Linked DNA regions of Rattus norvegicus: region 1 is linked to region 2. A link is a contact called in public Hi-C data. All regions are on one chromosome and are shown on one strand. The core of a region is the stretch at or near the end of the contact, and the rest is flanking DNA. Distances in the headings are between cores, read along the strand shown. Region 1 has its middle 74 kb from the start of Capza2. Region 2 has its middle 60 kb from the start of Tes.

What was found. Hi-C and Micro-C count contacts between places; a contact is called where the count stands out from the background.
Region 1: a contact with region 2 is called in a Hi-C map of the A7r5 cell line, with 9 times the contacts expected there. The contact joins two enhancer-like sites. A contact is called at or near these places in 3 of 12 Hi-C or Micro-C datasets (the A7r5 cell line, frontal cortex and mammary epithelial cells).

The regions. Positions count from the first base shown.
Region 1 is chr4:46,867,926-46,872,798 of GRCr8, reverse strand. No RefSeq gene overlaps it. Among named protein-coding and RNA genes, the nearest start is that of Capza2, 74 kb to the left of the region's middle. Within about 2 kb of position 2,393, at least 4 of the 93 cell types and tissues checked have an H3K27ac peak or open chromatin away from gene starts, as enhancers often do. A contact at or near this core is called in the A7r5 cell line, where this site is marked.
Region 2 is chr4:46,269,000-46,274,301 of GRCr8, reverse strand. No RefSeq gene overlaps it. Among named protein-coding and RNA genes, the nearest start is that of Tes, 60 kb to the left of the region's middle. Within about 2 kb of position 1,456, at least 1 of the 93 cell types and tissues checked has an H3K27ac peak or open chromatin away from gene starts, as enhancers often do. A contact at or near this core is called in the A7r5 cell line, where this site is marked.

The sequences.
Region 1 (4,873 bases), core at 1,144-3,643, 600 kb before region 2:
AAACAAACAAACAAACAAACAAACACAAACAGCACAAAAGACTGAGGCAGAAAATTTAGGGCTGGGTTTTGAAGCAGGCAGGTGATGTAATCAGGTGTATGATTTTGACAGCTGTTTTTTTTTTTTTTTTGTCTTTTGGGGTTTTTTTGCTTTTTGTTTTGTTTTGTTTTGTTTTGTTTTGTTAGTTAAAAGGAGAAGATAAAACACAGTGGGCAGAATCGAGGGGTCGACCACTGTAATAATCTTGGACTTCTGAACCAAGTACAACTAGAAGGCATATTGTAAAGCTCATACATAGTATCCACATTGTCCTCATATCAACGTGTTTAAGATAAAAACCCATCCAACTATAGACATTTCATATGCTTACCATAGAGGGACTTATGTTTTTCTTTTTTTCTTTTTTTTTTGGTTCTTTTTTTCGGAGCTGGGGACCGAACCCAGGGCCTTGCGCTTCCTAGGCAAGCGCTCTACCACTGAGCTAAATCCCCAACCTCGACTTATGTTTTTCTTAACAGTTTATTTATTTATTTTTTTTATTTTTTTATTTTTTAGTGAACTATTGACTTTATTGGCATAACTTACAGGAACATGGATGACTCAGTGAAAGATGTGTCACTAAATAGCATTCTCCATCATTAATAGCAATGAGGGCTCACAAAGCTACACCCTTGAAACTTGTTTGCAGCTCCCCGAGTCATAAATGTCAGCTTTCCAAGACTTGTAAGGTTTACTTCCTGAGTCACACGAGCCTCTTCTCCTTATAGAAATGGATGCTTCAATTCAGAGGAAGTGGAAGTTAACAGAGCTGTGTTCCCTCCCTGCCTAAGAAGCTCGTGCAGCAAAGCTACAGACAATAGGATTCAATCTAGGACCTGAAGTCACAATCAGAACAATATCTTAGCCATCAAACAAAAATCAATGAAATTTGGTTTTGTATTAATCATGTTTTTTAAACAGGCAAAATAAAATACGTTATTATTTGAAGCTCTAGAAGAGATACATTTTGCTTTTATGTGAGCTTTAAGTGAAAATCTCAATTTTAATGCTCATTATAAGAACTGCATCTGAAAAAATAAAGTACTTTATCTGTTTGTTAACAGTTTATTTTAAATATTCCATAAATACTCATATCCACAGAGTAAAATGATGGGACAGATGTATAAAAGACAGTAACTTGTAAAGCATATGTATTTTCTGAATCACAGATTAATAATAATAATAATAATTAAAAAACCACAGTGTGACACATGCTGCTTTGGCTTACTCCCCCCCACCCCTATGAATCAACCAGTCCTGATTTTTTTTTTTTACTTTCCATCATTTTAAGCATTCATTTACTAAACTAACAGCATTTCATTAAGCGAGACTAATCCCTGAGAGCATTACCTTAGCCCATTAGCTTCCAGACAGGGCATTTCCTGGGATGAGATCATTATTCTTATTACTATTTATTCTGTTATTTTATTCTGTTTATATATTAAGTTCATCTTAGAGAAAATATCTGCATTGCTAGTTCTAACAATGGACATTTTCTTTCTGAAACATTTGGGTCAGCGATTTGATGCTTCTTCACCCAGGTGTTCCCAGAGACCCCCGTGGCTACCACAGAGGCTCTTACTCTTACGGCATAACAAATTAGAAACAGCTCTGCAGAAAGCTGGCACTGTGATATCTGGGTAGTTTTTCTTTACTGCGACTTCTGAAATTATCTCTGAGGATCATGTGACTGAAGTTGGGTTTCTTGGGGGCCGGTTTCACAAAGGTCCCTCGTTGGGTGTTTCTCCTTTACCACTGAGGAGTATGGTGGCTGTTTAGTCACGGTCGTGACGGAGAGAAGGCTTGACTTTAATGGAAGAAGCAGATGTGAAGGTAAGGACTTGGGCTGGCGGAGGGCACATGGCTACTTCCCCGCACCCGGCATCAGAGACAGAGCTAGAGACGCAGCCCAGGGGTGGGACTCCGAGATGCCATGTGCTGAGCCTCAGATTTGATTCTGAACACTGAAAAAATAAGGAAAGAGAATAGAGTAAGCAAAACGAAAACTAAAACAAATTAAGATAAAATAAGAGACAGACAGCAGACAGGCATAAAACCACTGAAAAAATTAGGAGAAACCACAGAAAGGTAGATGAAATATGGTACTAAAGAATTCCAGTCTGCCCAATAAAAATAGGAACTGATATTATGGCTCCTGGACCATAACCGAGGAACACAAATGGTTTGGGGGTAAAAACAATTCTGACATGTTTGGATGCCAAAAATTTTTTTGAGTTGATCTCTTTTGGCCTGGTAAGATTTTATGCATTTTTATAGTTCCAGCCAAGTGGTCTAAGGATTACTGGATGTGTCTGCCAGCCTGGAGCTCTGTGTTAGCACGAAGAATGTTCTCGTCTCACAGTGAACAAGTAAACGAATGAAGACAAAGGACTGCTTCCCACAGAAGGGATGGAAATTAATCGTCATCTAAGTCTTGAGCTGGTGCTCCAAAACAATGTGGGATTATTATTTATTTAAAATTGAAATTTCTGTTTATTCATGATGAAACATGGCCATTTTCTTCTCATTTTACTTCTTCAGTGCCACCTGAATAGCATTTGAAACTTAGTTTAGCTGGTCCTTTCACTGATAGCCTCTTCCTCTCTCTGTCTCTCCTTGTCTCTCCTTGTCTCTCTGACACTCACTCTCTCTCTCTCTCTCTCTCTCTCTCTCTCTCTCTCTCTCTGTGTGTGCGTGTGTCTGTCTCTCTGTCTTTCTTTCTGTGTGTCACTGTCTGTCTCTGTCTTTCTTTCTGTGTGTCACTGTCTGTCTCTGTCTTTCTTTCTGTGTGTCACTGTCTCTGTGTGTGTGTCTCTGTCTCTGTCTATCTCTGTCTCTCTGTCTCTCTGTCTTTGTCTCTCTCTATGTATCTCTGTCTCTCTGTGTGTCTCTGTATCTGTCTCTCTGTCTCTCTCTGTCTTTCTGTCTCTGTCTCTGTGTCTGTCTTTCTGTCTCTGTCTCTCTGTCTCTCTGTCTCTCTGTCTCTCTGTCTGTCTGTCTGTCTCTCTCTCTCTCTCTCACACACACACACACACACACACACACACACACACACACACACAAAGTGGTGAATGTCTCTGTAAGCATCCACATGTGCTAGTTGGAGGTTAGATGTTGGCATTAGGCCTCTTCCTTTACCCCTCTCTGCCTTGTTTTATTTGAGGCAGTCTATTACTGAGCCCCCAGAACTTACCTATTAACTAGATTGGTTGACTATAGAGCCCCAGGATCCTCCCATCTCCAACCCCCCCCCAAGCTGGAATTACAAATATGCATTGTTAAGCCTAGGCATTATGCTTTTTTATTTTTTCAAGAATTCCATACGTTAATACTGTATTTGTATAACTATACTACTCCCTCCCCTCACTCCCTTTTACATTTATGACCTCTTCTGTAACTATTGTCTGACACACACGCACACACACATGCACACATGCACGCATGCACGCACACACAAACTACCCAGTCCATTTACTGCTGCTTGTATGTACAAGTGTTTAGGACTGGCCATTCGGATTAGATAAACTCTTGGGGAATCCAAGGCCTTTTTAAAACATGGGTGCTAGAGATTTGAACTCAGGTCCTCAGGCTTATGCAGTTAGCACTTCATCCACTGATCTCTCTCTAGACCCCCTATTCCTTATTTTTTTAAACCACAGCAATAATAAAGGATGAAGAGATATTGTTTAGATATTAATTATGCATACTATTATATAGATCATACGAGACAGTGGAAAAGGGAATACTGGGGTGGAACAGTTCAAGGGTACACGTGAGGAGTGGGATAGGGAGAAGGGGGAAAGGAGAGGAAGCAGGGGAGGTTTCAACCTAAGCTATACAGGAAAATGTTATAAGGGAACCTGCTACTTTGTATGGTAATCCAAAAATAAAATACATTATTATAAATAAGTAAAATGAAAAAGGTAATTCGCATGAGCCTTCTGAATCCACATTTTTTAACAATAAGAAAAACACATTCACCGGAATAATTTTTAAAGCATCCAGTGAAGGAAAGAGAGTGAGGGCAGACAGTCCTTCCATTTCAAGCATTTGTTCAGTATTTGCCTTGAAGCCAACACAGCTCTAGCTGGTTGACAGGGCAGTCAGCCCGGCTAATGATGGGTTTTCATTACCATAGGTATGCTTTTGCAATTTTCCTAGATTTCTGTTCCAGGGTCACATGGTAAGTCAATAGTAGTTATAAACCTCTCAGCGTTGTGATCAATACCCTTTGGCTGATGTAATCTAGACCTTTGCCGTGATTTACAACAAAGGACAGTTTGGGCAGCCTCTGTTTTATTACCTTCAATTCACCAACTGAAATATTTCACTGGCTATGACTGAAGTTCTTTCCATTTTTGTGATAGATAGGGAATTAAGATAGTCCAGAAGAAAAAGGTCAGGTTTGACGAGGGAAACCAGCAGTAGGTGTTGTTTCCTCTGAGGCACAATGCCCTCATGCCTTTCTGTGTCACAGCATTATCTCACGTGCCAGACAGAGTCGTGTCTGTGTAGCTCCCTGTGTGTAGTCATCTGGATGGAGAAGGATGCCCATGAAGTATTCCTTAGCTTCTCAGCACATGATGTGCATCAGAACAACCCAGGGCATAAGTTACTCTGCCGGAACCGGAATAGTCAGTAACTACTCACTTGAGCGAAATAAAAATATTAACAATCTTTAAGCTGTGGGGGCTGTGACTCTATCATTGGCCCTCAAGCGAAATTCCTAGAATTTTATATGAATTGTTATTTTCCATGTCTTTTGTGGATCCCAGGTCTGAAGATTAAACAAGAGAAAAAGGAAACCAGCCATTGTCAGAGTGGCAGGGAGTAG
Region 2 (5,302 bases), core at 207-2,706:
TATAAGCAATTTCCTTCACCATATGGGAACATCCATATATGACATAACTATTTCTACAAATGCACTTAAATTGAAAATTAATTTTTATTTATATTAATTTCAAATTTTTGATATTCAGGTGTTTTATATACGTGCACTGTGGTTGCATAAGTAGCAAACTATGAAATGAGTTTAGTTGTGCTTTTTATTTGTGTATATTTAAACGAGATCTTTCTCTGTGGCTCAGACGGCTTTGAACTTACAATCTGCTTCGCTCCAGCTCTACAGTTCTGTGATTACTGATGAGAAATACCCATGTCTGGTTTTTCTGTTTTAATAGAATTTGCTCTCTTACAACTTTACTGGGATCAAATTTAATAAAGGCTTAGTGATCTAGTGCATGAATCAAAGATGTTGATCTATTTTGTTTAAGTACTTTAGGAAATTCTAATAAACCTATCAGTGAAATGAAGCCCTAACCACAGTAAGAAGGGATACTGAGCTGAGAGAAAACAGTCGGGAAATCATAAAAATGACAGATAGAGATTGTCTGCATGTGCTTGTTCATGTACGAGTGGAGGTGTATTTGCCACAAAGATAATAAGCTACTCATAATTTTTCTGTTTTAAAATTATAATTATTTAAAGCACTGGCAGCATTGATTTCCCACCCCTCTTTTCCTCACGGGTGAAGAATGCTTGGCAGGTTGTCAGGTTAATCAATACGTTTGGATAAAAAGAATTTGTGACCTCATACACTCTTGAAGGTAGAGGAAAGGGGATGTAGGTACAGGCCGGAGATATAGGGGTAATTCTGAGATACAGGGGCAATTCTGAGATACAGGGGCAATTCTGAGATACAGGGGCAGTTCTGAGATACTGGGGCAATTCTGAGATACAGGGGTCAGTTCTGAGATACACAGGACAGTTCTGAGATACAGGGGGCAGTTCCGAAATACAAGGTCAGTTATGGAATACAGGGACAGTTCTGAGATGCAGGGGCAGTTCTGGAAAACAGGGGCAGTTCTGAGATACAGAGGCATTTGTGGAATACAGAGGCAGTTCTGAGATACGAGGCAGTTCTGGGATTCAGGGGCAGTTGTGGGATAAAGGGGAAGTTGTGGAGTGCAGGGGCAGTTCTGGAACACAGGGGCAATTCTGAAATACAAGGGCAGGTCTGGGATATGGGAACAGTTCTGGGATACAGGGAGCAGTTCTTGAATACAAGGTCAGTTTTGCAATATGGGAGCCGTTGTGGAATACCCAGGTAGTCAGATCTTGCCTCATTTAGTACCGTGAACTAAGAGTCAGGATAACGAAGAACACTCCTATTCCAAGGGAAACGTGTTCAGCAGCATCAGGAACCCCGAAGGGGGTGATAGGACAGCAGAAAAGTGCAGAGAAACAAGAGGACAATTCAGCCAAAGAAGTGAGTACCACGTGGTTCCAGGAGCGCAGGGAGAAACAGAAGGCTCAAGTAAATAAGCCTGGATGCCCTCTTGGAGGAGGTCAGCAGCTCTTCCTGGAATGAGCACAGACCCACAGCTCTCTCCAACCAGATCTCCCTGGGGATACTGGGAAGAAAAGAGGTTTCTTTGGCAATGGAGGTCTGGGACATTTTGTCATTCACGAGACTTGGATGCTGTGTGTAAGCACTATCGGAGAACGAATCTATTGTTTAAGACCAAGTTATTCCGAGGCCTGAGAAAAAGGAAAAATCAAAATGGAGATCCAGGTCAACCTGTCACAGCCTCCCTTAAAGTTCTAGGAGGAGAGAATCATACCTGGACGGGGGCTTGGCTCAGGCAGGGGTGTGTACAGTAGGAAGCAGCCTGGTCCTCTGGCAGCTGACTTCGCCTGAGACTGATGTGGAGTCTGAGCTCCATGAATAGACACAACTCTTCTGTAGATGCCCAACTTCGCCGAGTTAGGTGGTACCAGCCTCAATCACAGGGATACAGATCTGCAGCCGAGCTATACCCCGATACCCCAGTCCTGTACACTGTGAACTCTAAGCTTAGAGGACTCAGGAAGGAATCTCTTCCACATTTTGCATTTATTCCCCATGTTTTCTTTTAACTGGGTTTGTGATAGAATTCTGACACAGGGTTTTGTTTGTTTGTTTGTTTGTTTGTTTGTTTGTTTTCATAAGGTCTCATGTAGGCCAGGCTGGCTTCAAGCTTGCTCTGTAGCTAATGGTGACTTTTCTTGAACTCTTTTGTTTTTCCATGATGGAATTTATTCATTCTTTTTTTAAATTAGATATTTTATTTATTTACATTTCAAATGTTATCCCCCTTTCCCGGTTTTCCCTCTGCAAACCCTTTATCCCATCCAGCCTTACTCTGTTTCTATGAGGGTACTGTGCTACCCCAAACACCCACCCACTCCTGCCTCACCACCCTAGCATTCCTCTACACTGGGGCACCAAGCCTTCACAGGACCAAAGACCTCCCTCCCATTGATGACAGATAAGGCCCCTTCCGTTCCTCCAGTCCTTCCCCTATCTCTTCCGTTCGGGTCCCTGTGACCAGTCCAATGGTTAGCTTCGAGCATCTGCCTCTGTACTGGTCAGGATCTGGCAGATCCTCTCAGGAGACAGCTGTATCAGGCTCCTGTGGGTAAGTACCTCTTGGCATCCACAATATTGTCTGGGTTTGATGTCTGCATGTGGGATGGATACCCAGGTGGGGCAGTCTCTGATAGCCTTTCCTTCAGTCTCTGCTCTGCTCTTTGTCCCTGTATTTCCCTTAGACAGGAACAATTCTGGGTTGAAAATGGTTGGAGATGGGTGGGTGGCCTTATCCCGCAAATGGGGGACCGTGCCTAACACTTGGAAATGGTCTCTGGCAGGTTCTTTCTCCCTTTTGTGGGATATTTCATCTAATGTTATCCCTGTGGGGTCCTGGGAGACTCTTGTTTTCCTGGCATTTGGGACTTTCTTGTGGCTACTCCCAGTTTCCCATCCCCCATTGCTACACACCTCTGTTCAATTTCCTGACCCTCTGTACATCTCCATCGCCTCCCATACCTGATCCTCCCCTCTTTTCCCTCTCCCCATCCTTTCTCCCTCCCAAGTCCCTCCCACCCTCTATCTCTTGTATTTTATCCCCCTTCTAAGAAAGACTGAAGCATTCACATTTTGGTCTTCCTTCCTCTTGAGTTTCATATGGTCTGTGAGTTGTATCATGGGTATTTTGAGCTTTGCCTATCAGTGAGCACATACCATGTGTGTTCTTTTGTGACTGGGTTACCTCACTCAGGATGATATTTTCTAGATCCATCCATTTGCCTAAAGTCATTGTTTTTAATAGCTGAGTAGTATTCCATTGTGTAGATGTACCACATTCTCTGTATCTATTCCTCTGTTGAGGGATATCTGGGTCATTTCTGCCTTCTGGCTATTATAAATATGGCTGCTATTAACATAGTGGAGTATATGTCCTTATTACATAATGTTCTCATTTCCATTCTATCCTCTAACAACACCCCCCACCATGTATCCTCAGTTCTCTCTCAAATTCATGGCTTCCTTCCTTGTGTGTATGTGTGTGTGTGTGGGGGGGGTGTTGGTGTGTTTTTGTTACAACTGTTCTTCTTTATCTGTCTTTTGTTTAACCCTGCTTCTCTATTTGTCCCGTACTCTGTCTCCCTCACCTTATTCATTTGCTATTTCTATGTTTACCACAGGGAATTGGCCTGATGCTGCTTATATGCAAATGCTAAATTCTGTACCCTAAGATCTGGCTGTTCCTCCCCTCCCCCATGAGGATATCATCAAGGAGGAGGAGATCCTCACCTATGCCAGCTTTTATTGTATAAATCTTGACCCCAAGTTATCCCTGATTGGTTAATAAAGGTGCCCTTATCCTGGGCTGGGCAGAAGAGAGAAGGCAGGGCAAAGGCTCCAGGACTTGGGGGCATCTCAGGCATGAACCACAAGGAAAAGGGGAGATGAGGAAAAGGAAGACAATTCCATAGGGTAGGTGCTTCATGAGTACATGACCATGAGGGCTGGCCAGTTGGTGTAGGAGCAGCCCTGGCAGAACATGACAAGTAATAACCTGGGTTTATTGACAGGGAAGTATATAGAGTTATTGACAAAATAGTATATAGAGTTAATATTTGCCTAGCTCAAATGCTTTAAGGCTTATCATCAATATAGAGGGTTTTGTATCTTTTATTTGGGAACTGCATGGCCTAAATGGGGGTAAAAACCCCAGAATAATATTTGCCACAACAATTTACCTTAGGTATTTTTTAAAGTTTCATAGTACCTACTACATTAGTTGTAATATTGTGTGCTTTATGGTAATTTGTGGTGTGTTTAGGAGCTTTAATGAATAACTGGTTATGTGTGAATTTAAGTATTTTTAATATCTTCTTTGCTTTGGTGTTGCTGCTGTTAGAGCAGTTTGTTTCTCCGCTATAGGCTTCCTGGGGATTGAATCTTTGGGATCAGAAGAAGCCAATATAAGACATTATGAGACGTCCAGAGGACACATAAATGCAATAGTGCAAGAAAGTGTGGCAGCAGGACTCCTCCAAGAGATCCCAACCCCTTAATTACCTTAATTACCCAGTGCAAAGGTACTAGAGTCACTTTTAAAGGTAGTTAGTATTTCATAGAGGATTAGAAACAAGCAGGCGGGTGGAGAAAGTACCTGGGAAGGAAGTCACACAGATGCAAAAACAAAGATACGATTTTGAGAAGTAATGAAATGTCCAAAGCGAAAGACCCAGTAAATCAATTAAAAACATAGTGGGAAGTGTCAGTCACCCATAGAGTACACAAATTATAGAAAAAATCTATCAAGGCTGGAGGGCAAGAGAGAATGTGTTCTATATTCAGGCACCAATTAACAATTAAAAAATTAAGCCCCGGTTTATAAGAACTCTGTGGTGTGATAAAGAGACCAAACCTAGGAAGTGGAATAGAAGAGTCAGTTATCAGAACCTAAGATATGCAAAACCTATGTATTGAAGTTATAGCAGAAAATTCCACAAATCTAGGAGAGAATATAAACATCTATACAAAAGAGGAATTTGGGACTTCAAATAGACACAGTCATAGAACAACTTCACCATGCTGCATCTCAATTTTAATAATAAAAATGTAAACCAGAAGAAGCAGCAGTGAAAGAGAGAAGAGAGAGATGCGGGGCCACTCACAAAGGGAAACACTGAGAATAGCATCAATCCTCCCAGCAGAAATGATAAAGGCCAGGAATAACACACTTCAGGCCTTGAAAACAAATCATTAAGATTGTTAAATTAGACAAAATTATCTTAGGTTTAAAATTGATGAAAAGTCGAGCCCACCA